Linked DNA regions of Rattus norvegicus: region 2 is linked to region 1. A link is a contact called in public HiChIP or PLAC-seq data. All regions are on one chromosome and are shown on one strand. The core of a region is the stretch at or near the end of the contact, and the rest is flanking DNA. Distances in the headings are between cores, read along the strand shown. Region 1 holds the start of Laptm4b (lysosomal protein transmembrane 4 beta). Region 2 holds the start of Rpl30 (ribosomal protein L30).

The links. HiChIP or PLAC-seq counts read pairs in DNA pulled down with a chosen protein or histone mark.
Region 2: a contact with region 1 is called in an H3K27ac HiChIP or PLAC-seq map of oligodendrocytes, with 4 times the contacts expected there. The contact joins the promoter of Rpl30 here to the promoter of Laptm4b in region 1. A contact is called at or near these places in 4 of 12 Hi-C or Micro-C datasets (hepatocytes, kidney and liver) and 1 of 1 datasets of contacts at active chromatin or transcription factors (oligodendrocytes).

The regions. Positions count from the first base shown.
Region 1 is chr7:67,316,645-67,323,389 of GRCr8, forward strand. It overlaps Laptm4b (lysosomal protein transmembrane 4 beta), which reads left to right and starts at 3,043. Exons shown (of 7, transcript NM_001013174.1): 1 at 3,043-3,213. The coding sequence starts at 3,115.
Region 2 is chr7:67,532,589-67,539,333 of GRCr8, forward strand. It overlaps Rpl30 (ribosomal protein L30), which reads right to left and starts at 3,967. Exons shown (of 5, transcript NM_022699.4): 1 at 3,889-3,967; 2 at 3,729-3,781; 3 at 3,337-3,482; 4 at 1,933-2,063; 5 at 832-1,128. The coding sequence starts at 3,749. The coding sequence ends at 1,079. It overlaps Erich5 (glutamate-rich 5), which reads left to right and starts at 5,566. Exons shown (of 3, transcript XM_006241547.5): 1 at 5,566-6,745. It overlaps LOC120093957 (small nucleolar RNA SNORA28), which reads right to left and starts at 67; the gene lies at 1-67. LOC120093944 (small nucleolar RNA SNORA72) reads right to left here and starts at 1,455; the gene lies at 1,324-1,455.

The DNA.
Region 1 (6,745 bases), core at 1,793-4,292:
CAGAGGCAGGAACCCTGGAGGCTCCTCTGGGCTATGGAGCAGATCCAGTCAGGGCTACAGAGTGAGTCCCTGCCTCAAAAAGCCCCAAACGAAAACTAAAAGTGAGCAACCTGGCTCTGGGCTCTAAGTTACAGGGGGAAGCCCAGTTCTCTCTGCTGTTGTTTGGGTTTTGGAGACAGGGCCTGTCCACTTAGCTCTGTCTGACCTGGAACTCACCATGAAGACCAGGCTGGACTTGAACTCACAGAGACCTACTTGTCTCTGCCTCTGGCCTCCTGAGTGCTGAGATTAAAGATGTGAGCCCCCCATGCCTGGCACTCAGTTCTTGTTTTTCAGCAGTTCTCTATTGCATTCCAATAAGATAATTCCAAAGATGTTGTAGCTGTTTGGTTTTTCTACTAAGATTCACCTGTGCACGTTTTCTCCAGTTAGCTTCTACATTTTAAAATCTATAGCAATTTGGCTACTGTGACTTCCTATCTAGAAGAGTAAATTTTCTGAAATATAAAAGTTCACCTGAGGGGTTGGGGATTTAGCTCAGTGGTAGAGCGCTTGCCTAGGAAGTGCAAGGCCCTGGGTTCGGGCCCCAGCTCCGAAAAAAAGAACCAAAAAAAAAAAAAAGTTCACCTGAACCAATGAGTCATTTGCTTAATAAATCTGAAATCCTGGTGCGAAAGAAAAGAGAGAGGGCGGTAACATGGTAATTTTCTAAGCGTGTGAATTTGCAGAGTCTTTCAATGCAACTATATTACCATCCTGTCTTAGTCAGGGTTTTTATTCCTGCACAAACACTGTGACCAAGAAGCAAGTTGGGGAGGAAAGGGTTTATTTAGTAAACTTCCAAATTGCTGTGATAAACCAAAGGAAGTCAGGACTGGAACTTGAAAGAATAAAAAATGCAGCTAAGAAGTCAGAAGTTTAAAAAAGCCCCAAATACCTCAAGTTCCAGACCCTGCCCTCTACCTGTACTAGCTGACCATAAAGTTAGATTAAAATCTTAGAGAATAATCTTGAGAAACAGGAAGCTCCTCCTTGTGATTTTTCATTAGTATTCTCGGCACTTTCCAATGACACCATTCCTGCCCCCTCGGGTTGTGGTTTCTCCCTTTAAATACCCTTTCTCCCAGCCTTTCGGGGTCGAACTCCACTGCCTCTGCTTGGGATACGAGTCTCGACCCCAGTGCACTGGTTCCTATCAATAAACCTCATGTTTATTACAGCAAGGACGGTCTCACGTGAGTTCTTGTGGGGGGGGGCGCATCGAGACTTGAGTGAGGGTCTCCCCACTCCCGGGGTCTTTCAAACTCAATCAGGGCAGGAAGCAGGAGCTGATGCAGAGGCCATGGAGGGATGTTACTGGCTTGCTTCCCCAGGCTTGCTCTCTTATAGAACCCAAGACCACCAGCTCAGGAATGGCACCGCTTACAATGGGCTGGGTCCTCCCCACTTGATCACTAATTGAGAAAATGCCTTGCAGTGGGGTCTCATGGAGGCATTTCCTCAACTGAGGCTCCTTTCTCTGTGATAATTTCAGCTTGTGTCAAGTTGACACACAAAAGCAGCCAGTACACATCCCTTTTCTGAACACTAATGCTTGTGGCTTTGGGCACTAATGGCTGTGGACAGAATTGTATACTAAGTTTTCGCAACCCCGAGGATGGAACTCAAGGCTTCCTGCTAAGATAACACTGCACAGAGAGGAAAGCCCCAGCCCATACCTAACAATAGACAATCCCAGAGAGAAAGTTATCTTTAATGTTAGGAGGAGAAGAACAAAGACTAAGCTTTCCCAATTCCTCCCGCAACAGTTATCACCGTTTGCATCTCTGCTCAAGGTCCTTCACTTGGTATCTCTGGGAATAGAGGCCAAGTTTAAACTACACAAGAATGCGGTAGATGCCCGTCTTTGTGAAACTAACCAATCTTGCACGGAAGCAACCCTACCTAGCATTATCGTCGTCTTTCATCCTATTTGACATGTACTTAAATTTAAATCGAACCCATTTTATTTCTTTTTCCAACCCTGAAATAAAAACTTTCACTCGGCCTTTTGTCGCTCTTCCCCCACGCCCCCTCTCCTCCACTTCTTCTTTTTCCTGAAACAGGGTTTGCCTGTGCAGCTCCGGCTGTCCTAGAATTTGCCCTTTAGACCAGGCTGGCCTACCTCAGCCTCCCGACTGCTGGGATTCAAGGTGTGCACCACCACCACTGTTGGGTTTCACATGAACTTTTAAGTTATCAGAGATTCTTAGCTATCACTGTGGTCTTCAAAGGCTAAATTTGGATCCTATCCTTCAAGACAAAAAACAGCTGGAAGAAGACAAAACAGCAGCTGGAAGAAGACACCCCCCCACCCCACCCCCAGTCTTCTGGGCTCTTTCAACGCCGCCGTGCATTGTGTCTTGCATAGACCTCTTGTCAGTAATTTGTTTGATGATTTTTTTAAAAAGAATTTCAGTCATTATTAAAACTGCCAGGGAAGCACAGTGAGGGTGCCCTTGACACACATTCTATTTTCTGGGAAAAGATTGCTACCAGAGTAATTGAGCTGGGAAGCTGAGACAAATTACTCTCTGCAGGTTCCGCAGTGGTTCAAAGTACCGCAGTTGACTGGAATAATCATACTAAACAGTTTTCCTTCCTTCCGCCAGTTTGCAAGATAACCACAATCCTAGCACAGCACCCACGGGTTATCTGCAAGCTAGATGCGAGGCAAACACAGCTGGGATGAATCTGAAAACCAAGCAAAGGGGCACCCCATTTCCGGAGGAAAACTCTGGAGCCTCCCTGAGGGTCCAGCAACCATGCATTTATTTGGCGCAGCGCTCCCAGCTCCCGCAGCTGGCTGGAGCCCGCGGTGACATCACGAGCCCGGGCAGGCCACGTGACCCTCGGCCTCTCCTCCCCCGCCCCCTCGCGTCGCCGCGGTCCTCGAGCCCAGTGTCCCGCCGCAGCGGCCACTCGTAGCTCTCGGTGCAGTGCGGAGCCAAGGGTCGGGCGAGCGGTCGGAGCGTCGGGGCGCCAAGGAGAGGGGCTGGAGCAGCGGACCGTGTGAGCGGAGCCCGGGACGAAAAGAGAGAGACGGTCTCGCAAACTTGTGCGAGCGCCTGAGCTATGAAGATGGTCGCGCCCTGGACTCGGTTCTATTCCCACAGCTGCTGCCTGTGCTGCCATGTCCGCACCGGCACCATCCTGTTGGGCATCTGGTACCTGGTGAGCGCGGCCGGGCGTGGAGGGCGGCCCCCGGGGTCCCCACTCGCGCCGCTCACCCCGCACCGCTAAGTCGCTTAGTCTAGGTCGGCTTCGGTCTGGGGGCCGCCGGCGATCATCCGCCTAAAGTTGTATTATTAGAAAGTTAATTCTCGGGGAGAGCTGGGCTGCAGTGGCGGGGCCGTGTGTGTGTGTGTGTGTGTTGGGGGTGGGGGGACGGGGCCCTGCGTTGTGCGGCCCGGTCATTTTCACCCCCGTACGGCACCACGGCTGGTGAGCGTTCGCCCTCGCGAGTTCGGGTCCGAGCAGAAACGGTTGGGAAGCTCTTGCTCCTCTCGAGAGAGTTTTCCCGCAAATGCCTGTTGAAAGCTTACACAGGGAAGGCACCCCAGTGTGCCTGCGTTCCAGTTGGCTTGGAGAAGCCATCTTAACAACCACTCAGGTTTCTGCCCGAGGACAGGTGATCCCTCTAAACAGGCACGGCGGGGAAATGTAGTGTTTTTAAAAAATGTCCTTCAGGTTGGTGCTCTTAAGGTCTCATTGGCATCGAGAACAAACGGTGATTCTCTGGGGCTGCGAGTTAGCTTGATGGATCTTGCCCTGTGGCCTGCCCTTGGTTGATGGTTGGCAACCTTGGACTGAGTCGGATTCCTCTGCATTTTGGATTTTGTGACATCATTTTAGCGAGTTAAATCCGAGCTAGTTGGCAGTGAATAACGCTGCAGGACAAAGACGTGTCTTTAAAAGTGGTAATGAAGTGGCATATAAAACTTTTTTAGTCAGAACACATTCTTAGCTCCCTTTGATAGTTTTAAAAAATATAATGTACAGTATTGAATTGTAAACTGCCTCGTGCCATTTTAAACAATGCATTCCCCTTCCGTGAGATGTTACTGTGCTATTTATAGTCTCAAGTTTTCTTTAGTTGGGTTCATTATGGCCACATAATAAGAAATTTTTAGCCCTAAAAGCTTTCCGACAGACTGTCGGTATGTGCGGGTTCTGGCTGTGCAGTGTGAATGTAGATTGAACATTAATGTATTGGCTCAACCCCGACTTTTCTCAAAGCCAGGGAATTTACAGGAATTTAAAACCATAGTTGGAGTGAGGTAAGTGGCCTCCGGTAGTGCTTTTATCGATGGTCAGGGCAGACAGTCGTCTACAAATGTCTGTGTCCTCCTTGGAAGTGTTCAGATCTGCAGGCTTGCAAGTGCTTCGGTGGACGCAATCCCGAAAATCTAGGGCACTGCATTAGGCAAATGTACTACATGAACTACGGGAGAGATAAATCTACTCGAGCCTTGTTGTTGGCAGTCATCCAGCCGTGCTGTATCACTGTGACAGAAGCAGACCTCTCCTTAGGCTTCCTGTCCTGTAGGAACCCTCCCTTTGTGTGGCATATGCATTTGGAAATTCAGCTAATTCGTGGTAGCTTCCAAGAAGACAGGAAACCAGGGTCAGGTACTCAGCGTCTGTACAGAAATCACAAGACTATCGAAAATATTTTGTTCAGCGGTGGGGTTCTCTTATACAAATCGTTCTAAATACAAATCGGTTATCTAAGACCTTAAATTTCATTTTAAAAGATCAAGGTGGTTGGGGGTCTAAGGCCTAAGGAAACACCTTTCCTACAACACCCCACCTCCCCACCCCATCTTGCCTGCCACGTGTTCATGTATAAGAAAAGTGTTTTATGGGAAAGGAGTGGACGGCTGTTCAAATAGAGCCCAGTGTAGACTGATCCCAAATAAAGTGCACTACATGATCTACGGGAGGGAGAGATAAACCCACCCGAACCCTGTAGTTGGCAGTTCTCCAACCATGCTGTATTGGTGTGGCAAAAACAGACTTAGTCCAAGTAAAAATCACCGAGTTTCAATTGCTGTTCCACATCCCTGCTTACTGACTAGTATTGACTTTTTACTAAGGCTGCATGCTATATACTGTGTTCCGGAAGCTAGATTTAAACATTTCTAGTGAGGTTAATTTTCATTACTGCTTTAGGGATGGAAATGGAGGCTAGGAGCTTGCAGTTTATTCAGTCACTGGTTACAGCTCATGCTATAGTCCTGTTTTTCTTTAAAATGTTGAGGTTTTGCCTTGACTATCAGAAATAAAGCATTGACTCAGCTATTAGTTTTTCTGTATTAAATTACCCTTCACAGATGTGAGATTCACTTGTTCCTTGTACAGTTCATTGACAATGGATGTGCAGTATTACCAGCCCATATCTCTAGAGAGGGTCTGAAACCCCACAAGGTTTTCTTTGCCTCTTCCTGGTCCTATTCGGTGTGTCAGGGTAGATCGCTCAACAGACAGGGTCTTCCTGTGTGCACCTGAGTTCATTCCTATTCCTTTCACTTAGAAGGCGTAACTTATTTTCTTAGTGTTGGAGTCTGTGATTGGCTCATGTTTAGCTGCTTAACATTATCTAATTCTATAAGTACACATCTTATTTGTGCATTTCCCAGAGATTGAGCTGTCTTTAGTTTGGGGCTATTATATGTACATTCAAGGCAAGCGCTCGACCACTGAGCTAAATCCTCGACCCCCCCCCCCCTTTTTTTAATTATACATAAGTGCACTGTAGCTGTCTTCAGACACACCAGAAGAGGGCATCGGATCTCATTACAGATGGTTGTGAGCCACCATGTGATTTGAACTCAGGACCTGTGGAAGAGCAGTCAGTGCTCTTCACCATTGAGCCATCTCCAGCCCTGCTCTGAGCATCCTTAAGTAAGATATTGTTTCTAGACATGTGTTTGTATTTCCAGTGGGTGGAACTTTTGCTCACTGGGTGAGGTGTGTTTGACTTACCCAGTGCTAGCCAGTTTTCCAATCTGGTTGGTTGTACCAGTTTGTTCTGTTAAGCACTAGCGTATGAAGTACTGATGGTCTCGTGGGCCACAGTATTTGGTGCTGCCAGTCTTAAGTGGCTTACAGTGCAGTCCTGCTTTAATTTGCCTTTACCTCATGAAGAGTGATGCCGAAGTGTTTGACTTTGCTTATGAACCAGTTGCGTGCCTTATAATTTTTATTGGGCTGTCTCATTAATTTGTAGAAACTCTTTATGTACTTGGGATACCAATATTTTGTTAAATATGTTTATGTGACTGTAATGTCCCAGACTGCTTGAATTACTCTTGCTATCCTGGAACTTTCTATGTAGACCAGGCTGGTCTCCAACTCTGCCTCTAGTGCTGATGAGATTAAAGTCGTGTCACTACGTGTGGCTCTACATGTTCACTTTTTCTTTCTTTCCCTCCCTCCCTCCCTCCCTCCCTCCCTTCCCACCTTCCCTCCTTTCTGAGATAGGGTTTCTCTGTAGAAGCCTTGGCTGTCCTGAAACTCACTTTGTAGACCAGGCTGGACTCATACTTGGATCCACTCGCCTCTGCCTCTGAAGTGCTGGGATTAAATGTGTGCACCACCACACCAGGCCTCATTTTCTTAACGAGACATTTTGATTAGAAGCTTAAACGTTCAATTTGTGAAGCTTTTTCTTTCAAAGTTAATACTTTCTGTGTCCTATGAA
Region 2 (6,745 bases), core at 2,717-5,216, 220 kb after region 1:
GACTTTTTTGCTATAGCAAGCTCAAATTCTGTCAACAGTTTTGTTCATATGCCACAGAGTGCTGCTTGCAATCAACGTACTCCACACCCAACCAGTAGAGCTGTGGACTAAATGTAGCTAGCTAGAATCCCTGCACATTTAAAATGCCATTTTTCACCACTCTTGATTTGGGACAGTGACCTTTTCCCCTCAATAACATTAGTAAGGCACTTCTTTTAAGAATCACGAAACAACAAAGTACGGTATGCTTCCTACCATCTCGCTTTAAACTTTCCTGTGTTTTAAACCCTTCTTACAAACACAATGACTACACAAAAAAATTTTTTAAATTACCTTATACCCTATTATCAGTACCTACAAAGCCCTAGAAACCACACATCAAAAAAAATATTTAAATGCCTGTAGCCAAGTCACAACACAGAAACTACCATATTTTAAGGAACTAAGTAGGAAATAATTTGAAAAGGAAAATAGTTCTAAATCAATTTAAGTAGCACGCAAAGTCCACAGCTTTTGCCCATCACAAGTCTTGGTATGCCAGTGCCTCTAAGACCCAAAAACAATGCAAACAGCCTGAGACTGGCCGGTCTTTATAAGGAGCTGGGGTAACAGCTTAGAGGCAAAGCTTTTTGTGCAAGCTTGAGGACTGAGGCTGAACCTCCAGCACCCATGTAAAGTAAGTGGCAGGTGCTAGCCTGCAATTCTATCACTCTGGGTATCCGGAGAGATCCCCCAGAGGAAGTTGGCTAGGCTAGCTGGCATTGCCAAACTCAGGGTTTAAGGGAGACTTGCCTCAGTATACAAAAGTGGTAAAAACACCAACCAACCTTGATTAGATATTAGATCAACACAAATGTGTATTTCAATATCCGAAATATACTCAGAAACACATTTTGCATAATGATAAACAGTGTACAATCTTTTAACAAAACCCCAGCAAAATGGAAACCAGGCAGTATACATAACTTTCACCCAAGTCTTGCCAGTGGTTTCAAGAAAGCCAAACAAGAAGAAGCCCAGACACCATATTTTTTAAAAGGAGCTCTGGCAAAGTTTTATTAAAGGAGAACTTTCTTGTTTACTTCTCACCAGTCTGTTCTGGCATGCTTCTAATAATATCGGAATCACCTAGAAAATAAAAGGTTTACAAGTCATTTAATGGCAACTGATAATTACAGAATTCCCCTACATGTTTTTTAGGTAAGAAGGCAGATTAGCATAATGTTAAAGTGGCGGCTGTCACTCTTAAAACCAATTAAAAATACCTTAAAATCTCAGTCATCCTATGACTATACAGCTCATACATTTAATGAATCAGACCTGGCTTGTCACCAGCATTGAGAAAACCAGACCCAGGTAAAGAACTAGGTCTGGGGACACATGCATGGTCGTACTATAGCGAATGTTTAGCCTGTCCTGATTATCACAAAATCAGAACAGCGAGAATATTCGCATGTTCTACCAGGCAACTAAAATGTCTAAGCTCAAAACACAGGATGACGAGTATTTGTGGGCATTCACCACAAAGCATTTGTTCCCAAGCAAAAATGAGATGACTCTTTATCTGGCCTGGTATTTTCACCTTCTAACAAACACTTCTTCCCAAGGATGTGGGGTGTGGTAAGAGGGGTCAAGAGGGGGAAGAGACACAAATAGTTTCACTGTGTTGCCCCAGTTGTCCTGGAACTCATTCTGTAGGCCAGGCTGGCCTCACTTCATTAAACAAAACTCCTAACAAAGTTAAAAAAATTTTTCTTTGTATTTATAGAAAAGCCAATTACAATGTACTGATGTGCACTGTCAATTCTTTGCAAAATAAAATTATGGCATATCTTTTTCAATACTGAAGTTCTAATGGTCTGAACTCAGGAACCAAAGCCACTGCCTAATAAGTACATACATTAGAAAAAAAATATAATTTTAAAAGCATACCTGGGTCAATGATAGCCAGTGTGCATACTCTGTAGTATTTTCCACACGCTGTGCCCAATTCAATGTTATTGCCACTGTAGTGATGGACACCAGTTTTAGCCAACATGGCATAGTATTCTATTTCAGATTTCCTTGGGGGAACAACAACAAAAAGTCAGACAAAACCCCATACAAAGGTATTGACAGATTCACTACAAATTGGTGAGGCTTTAAAAAAAAAGATCATATTCGGTCCCCAGCTCCGAAAAAAAGAACCAAAAAAAAAAAAAAAAAGATCATAGATCCTTTACTAGTGTATACTGTACTTTTCTACTAAATACCTACTTTGTTGAGGTAGTATTCGGTACTAAATACATTGTATTCATGTTTCAATTTACTAAATACGTTTAAAATGTGTTTGAAATAAGTTACTTAGAAACCACAGGAAAAAATGGTGTCTAAAGTACTAGAAAAGGGATAATAGACATAAAAAAGTCAATGCTGGCCTGGTACACTGACAGCCTGTGCTGCTCTTAACAAAGTTCTGTTCCCAGCACTCACACCAGCTGCCTCACAACTACTTAACTCCAGCTCCAGGAGAATCTTCTGGATTCTCAAAGGGTGTTATTTCTCATGTCAGCAACAAGTATTATATACTCCATCTTAACAAACTGAGGCAAAGACTAATAGGAACGAGGGGTGGAATAGGAATTGGAATGGAGGGTAAAAAGTGTAAAAAAGATAGATAAGCCACCTTACCACCTACTACATACTGACCACTGCGTAAGGACTGCTGATACTATTACTCAAAGAATAAACACTTCAGTGCCAGGTTAATGGATTCAAATGGTTAAGATGTGAAAGTTCCACAGAAACTTGAGCTTATTATGTGGCCCATAGACCATCAACAGTGCCCCAAAGTGCTTATGAGAAATGAACTTCAAGCCCCAGACTGGACCACTAAGTCTGAACTACATAAAAGAATGAAGGTGTGCAATCACCATAGAAAAGTCAAGAGGCTTATACTATACAAGTTTCTTTAGCTTACTTAAAATACTATGCTCAAGTTAAAATGGTTAATCAAGAATAAACTAATGTTCAAAAAATTGGACCCTGCTAATAGGTGACTTTATGAATTTAGCTGAAATTTTTTAAAACTAAAACACGCACAGCAATGGAGTGTTAACACTTCAAATCTTGAAAGACGATCAAAAATAGGGATGTTCCAGATACGTGGGAAAAGCCACCGTGCTTCCCTGAACCTGCGTGTTATCATTTGTATGCGACCTGTTACACACTGTGTATTTACACTTACAGAAGAATACACACACAAATCAGGGTCCAAACATCAGAAAACAACCATCATTATTCTTCCCAATGCTGGAATCTACAATAAGCCACATACATTCATATTCCCTCCATTACCTCAAAGCTGGACAGTTGTTGGCGAGGATAACCAATTTCGCTTTGCCTTGTCTGATCATCTTCAGAGTCTGTTTGTACCCCAGCACGTACTTTCCACTTTTCATAACAAGTTGGAGCCGAGAGTTGATTGACTCCAGAGACTTTTTCTACAATGCAAACATTTGAGACTTGAAAACCACTCGCAGCCATCTCAAAACCAAACCCAGTTCCAAATTTCTGGAATTGAACACTTTAATGATGCCTGCGAAGTCACGTAGGGCCTCTCGGATTCACTTTGAAACCCTGAAACGTCAGCGGCATGCAATCCACCCAGTGTGCTCAGATCTATCCGCCCCGGCCCAGACCCAGCTCTCCACGTGAAGCGGCTTCCGGGCTCGGTCGGCTTCACTTACCGTCTTCTTTGCAGCCACCATCCTCTTGCCTTAGGTGCGGGACAAGCCCCAACCTAGAATACACAGAGGGCAGAAGTGAGGATTATGATACAGAGCGTCAAACACCAACTAGCGGAGCTCCCCGAGCCGCCTAGTCCTCTACCCAGCAGAGCTCACTCACCAAGATCAGACGCCAAGATGGCCGGGGAGCGAGAAAGGAAGGAGCTCCCACAATGCAAAGCTCTTCTAGGCGAACAGAGGATTATGGGACAGGAAGCGGAAGCAGAAGCCGAGCCTGTCACTAGCGGAAGGGCACTTGCTGGAGTGAGCTGTGGCAGTTGGTTGCTATGGGGATCTGGCTGGGCTGCTACGTGGCCTGGGCTGCGGCCTACGGTTCTCGGTTTGTGTTCTGCTGCTGTGGGCTGAAACCGCGGAGAACGGGAACTCTATAGGAGCTGGCGACGACGGCCGAGGGCGCCGTGTGTGAGGCGGCAGGGTCTGGGCTGGTCTCCGCCGGATGTGGCCTCGGGATGTTGTTCCGGGAAGACCACGGGACGCGGCGTTACCTTTGGAGGCAATTTCTGTCCACCTGCCGCTGATCTTCTTGCTTGCCGCTCGTAGGAGACACCCCCCGCACCCCCCAACACACATACATACATACACTTCCTGTGGCGGTTTTATTCCGTGTACTTGGGAGCCGACTTTGCACAGGGACCGCAATTAAAAAAAATAATCTAAACTCGGTGAGGTGGCTGAGCGGGTAAATGCGCTTGCCACTAAGCAGATGGATTGCGTTCCAAACCCACGTGGTGTAAGGGGAGCGCCAGGCTCAGCAGGTTCTCTGACCTGCGCTTGGATGCACACATAAGTATACAGAAGTAAACTGTCACAATACGAATACTTTTAAAATCACTTTGCTACGAAACTTGGGCCGTTGTATAAATGTAGTATTCGTGGGGAAAAAAAAAAAGAGAGAGACTGAAAGCCTCTATTTATGCACTCTAGCACCAACAAAAACCCCGGGTTGTTGAGATTGTTCAGTCAGTATAGTGCTTGCCTTGCAAGCATGAGGACCTGAATTCTATGCCTAAACCTCCCCGCCACACCCCACCCCCAAAAAGTCTGGCATGGTTGTGCAGGATCGTAATTCCATTTCTGGAACAGATCCCTGAGGCTAACGCCACCCAACCTAGCCTAACCTGTCAGCTCCAGGTCCCAGTGAGAGATCCTGTGAAAAATAATGTGGACAACTATCGAGTAAGCACACCAGAAATTGACCTGTGACCCCTGCCCAGCTGCACAAACACCCGCGCCACCAAACATATATAAGCATAAAAAAGTAAAACCAGGTTAGTAAGTAAGCTGTATGGTGTGCTACTTTGCCCTGGAGGTTAGGAGAGGGAAGAACAACCCTGCCTCCCCTTAATAAAAATAATTTTAAAAACATCCGTGAGCCATGCGGGTCCTAGTAACCTATGCCTTTAATCCCACCTTGGGCAGGCAATCTCTGTGAGTTGATCTTTTAAAAAAAGTCAGAAATTAAAACGTTTATTTTACCTAGCTAATACATACACTATGATATGAAATAGTAACGTTATTCTCAAATTTTTACAGCTAATGTATTACAGAAGTATGAATAGAACCAGGCCTGTAAATTAAGTAGTTTTACAAATGAAAGTTTATTCAACTGTTGTGGCCCATTTTGTTGTGAATTTGACCAAATGGTAGTGTTCAATTACCATACTATTTGCTTTAACATTTAGGCATAAAGTACTTAAGATGGTACAAATCTGGGCTGGAGAGATGGCTCAGCGGTTAAGAGCACTGACTGCTCTTCCAGAGGTCCTGAGTTCAATTCCCAGCAACCACATGGTGGCTTCCAACCATCTGTAATGGAATCCGATGCCCTCTTCTGGTGTGTCTGAGGACAGCTACAGTGTACCCACATACATGAAGTAAATCTTTTAAAAGGGGGGGGGGGGGGCGGGGGACAGGCTGTATCCCTTGTTAGAGCACAAACAGTTCTAACAATTTCATCTGGTAGTTGTTGAACTGGCCTGGCTGTCCAGCAGCTAAAATGACCATATTAACAGTTACTTGATGTTCATAGTGAGGCATGCCTCAGTGCTTGTGGAACGCATCCTTCATATTCTTGCCAGCCCACCTGCACATTAAGCATGCTGATAAATATGTTGGTAAGGAGGAACGATGAACTCAAGGAAACAGTCTCTGACTTGGTGAATAACCATTGTGCACTTGAGCATCCTAAGGGGGCAAGAGAGAATGGCAGCTACCCAGACCCCTCCCATCTGACAGACTACAACTTCGAGTTGAAAGCCAGCCAGAGTAATGCTTCCCCTTGTCTAATTCTACTTTATTTTGCCATTTCCTATCCAAGGTAGCATAAATTTGTATACCCATTGATACAAAGAGCCAAGCAATACTTCCTGTGTTTATTGTGAGGAGTGATGCTATTGGAAAGTGAAGTGCTATCTATGTACTTGGTCTTTAGGTTAGCACTCAGGAAGCAGAGGCAGATGGATCTCTGAGTTCAAGGCCAGCCTAGTCTACAAAGGGAGTTCCAAGATAGACAGGGCTCCTACACATACAAGCCCTGTTTTAGAAAATCAAAAAAGTAAAATAAGAAAAACCACAGTAGCAGTTCTGACCAGATAGAATTAAGCCAGTAATCTAATAAGACTAAGGGAGGTCAGGTGATTGTTGAGGTCAGTCAGGCAGAGGCATGCATTGTGTTGTCTGCAGGCTTATGTAGAAACAACAGAAAGAAGCCCAACTAAGTAGAAAAGCAGTTTATTTTGCAGTTCAACAAAAGGACGAGACCCAGGTCTGGACAGATTAGGCATGGGAGAAACAGCAGCATGTTTCTGGTTCAAAGCAACCTGCAAAGCACAGGACAGGACCTCAATCTTATCCTGGGTGGTACCATAATTGGGTGCTTCATTTACAACTCTACCACACTCCAGGTTTGCCTACTTCTGGGTAGCTACATGGAGAGACCAGTAAGTCATGTAGAAATT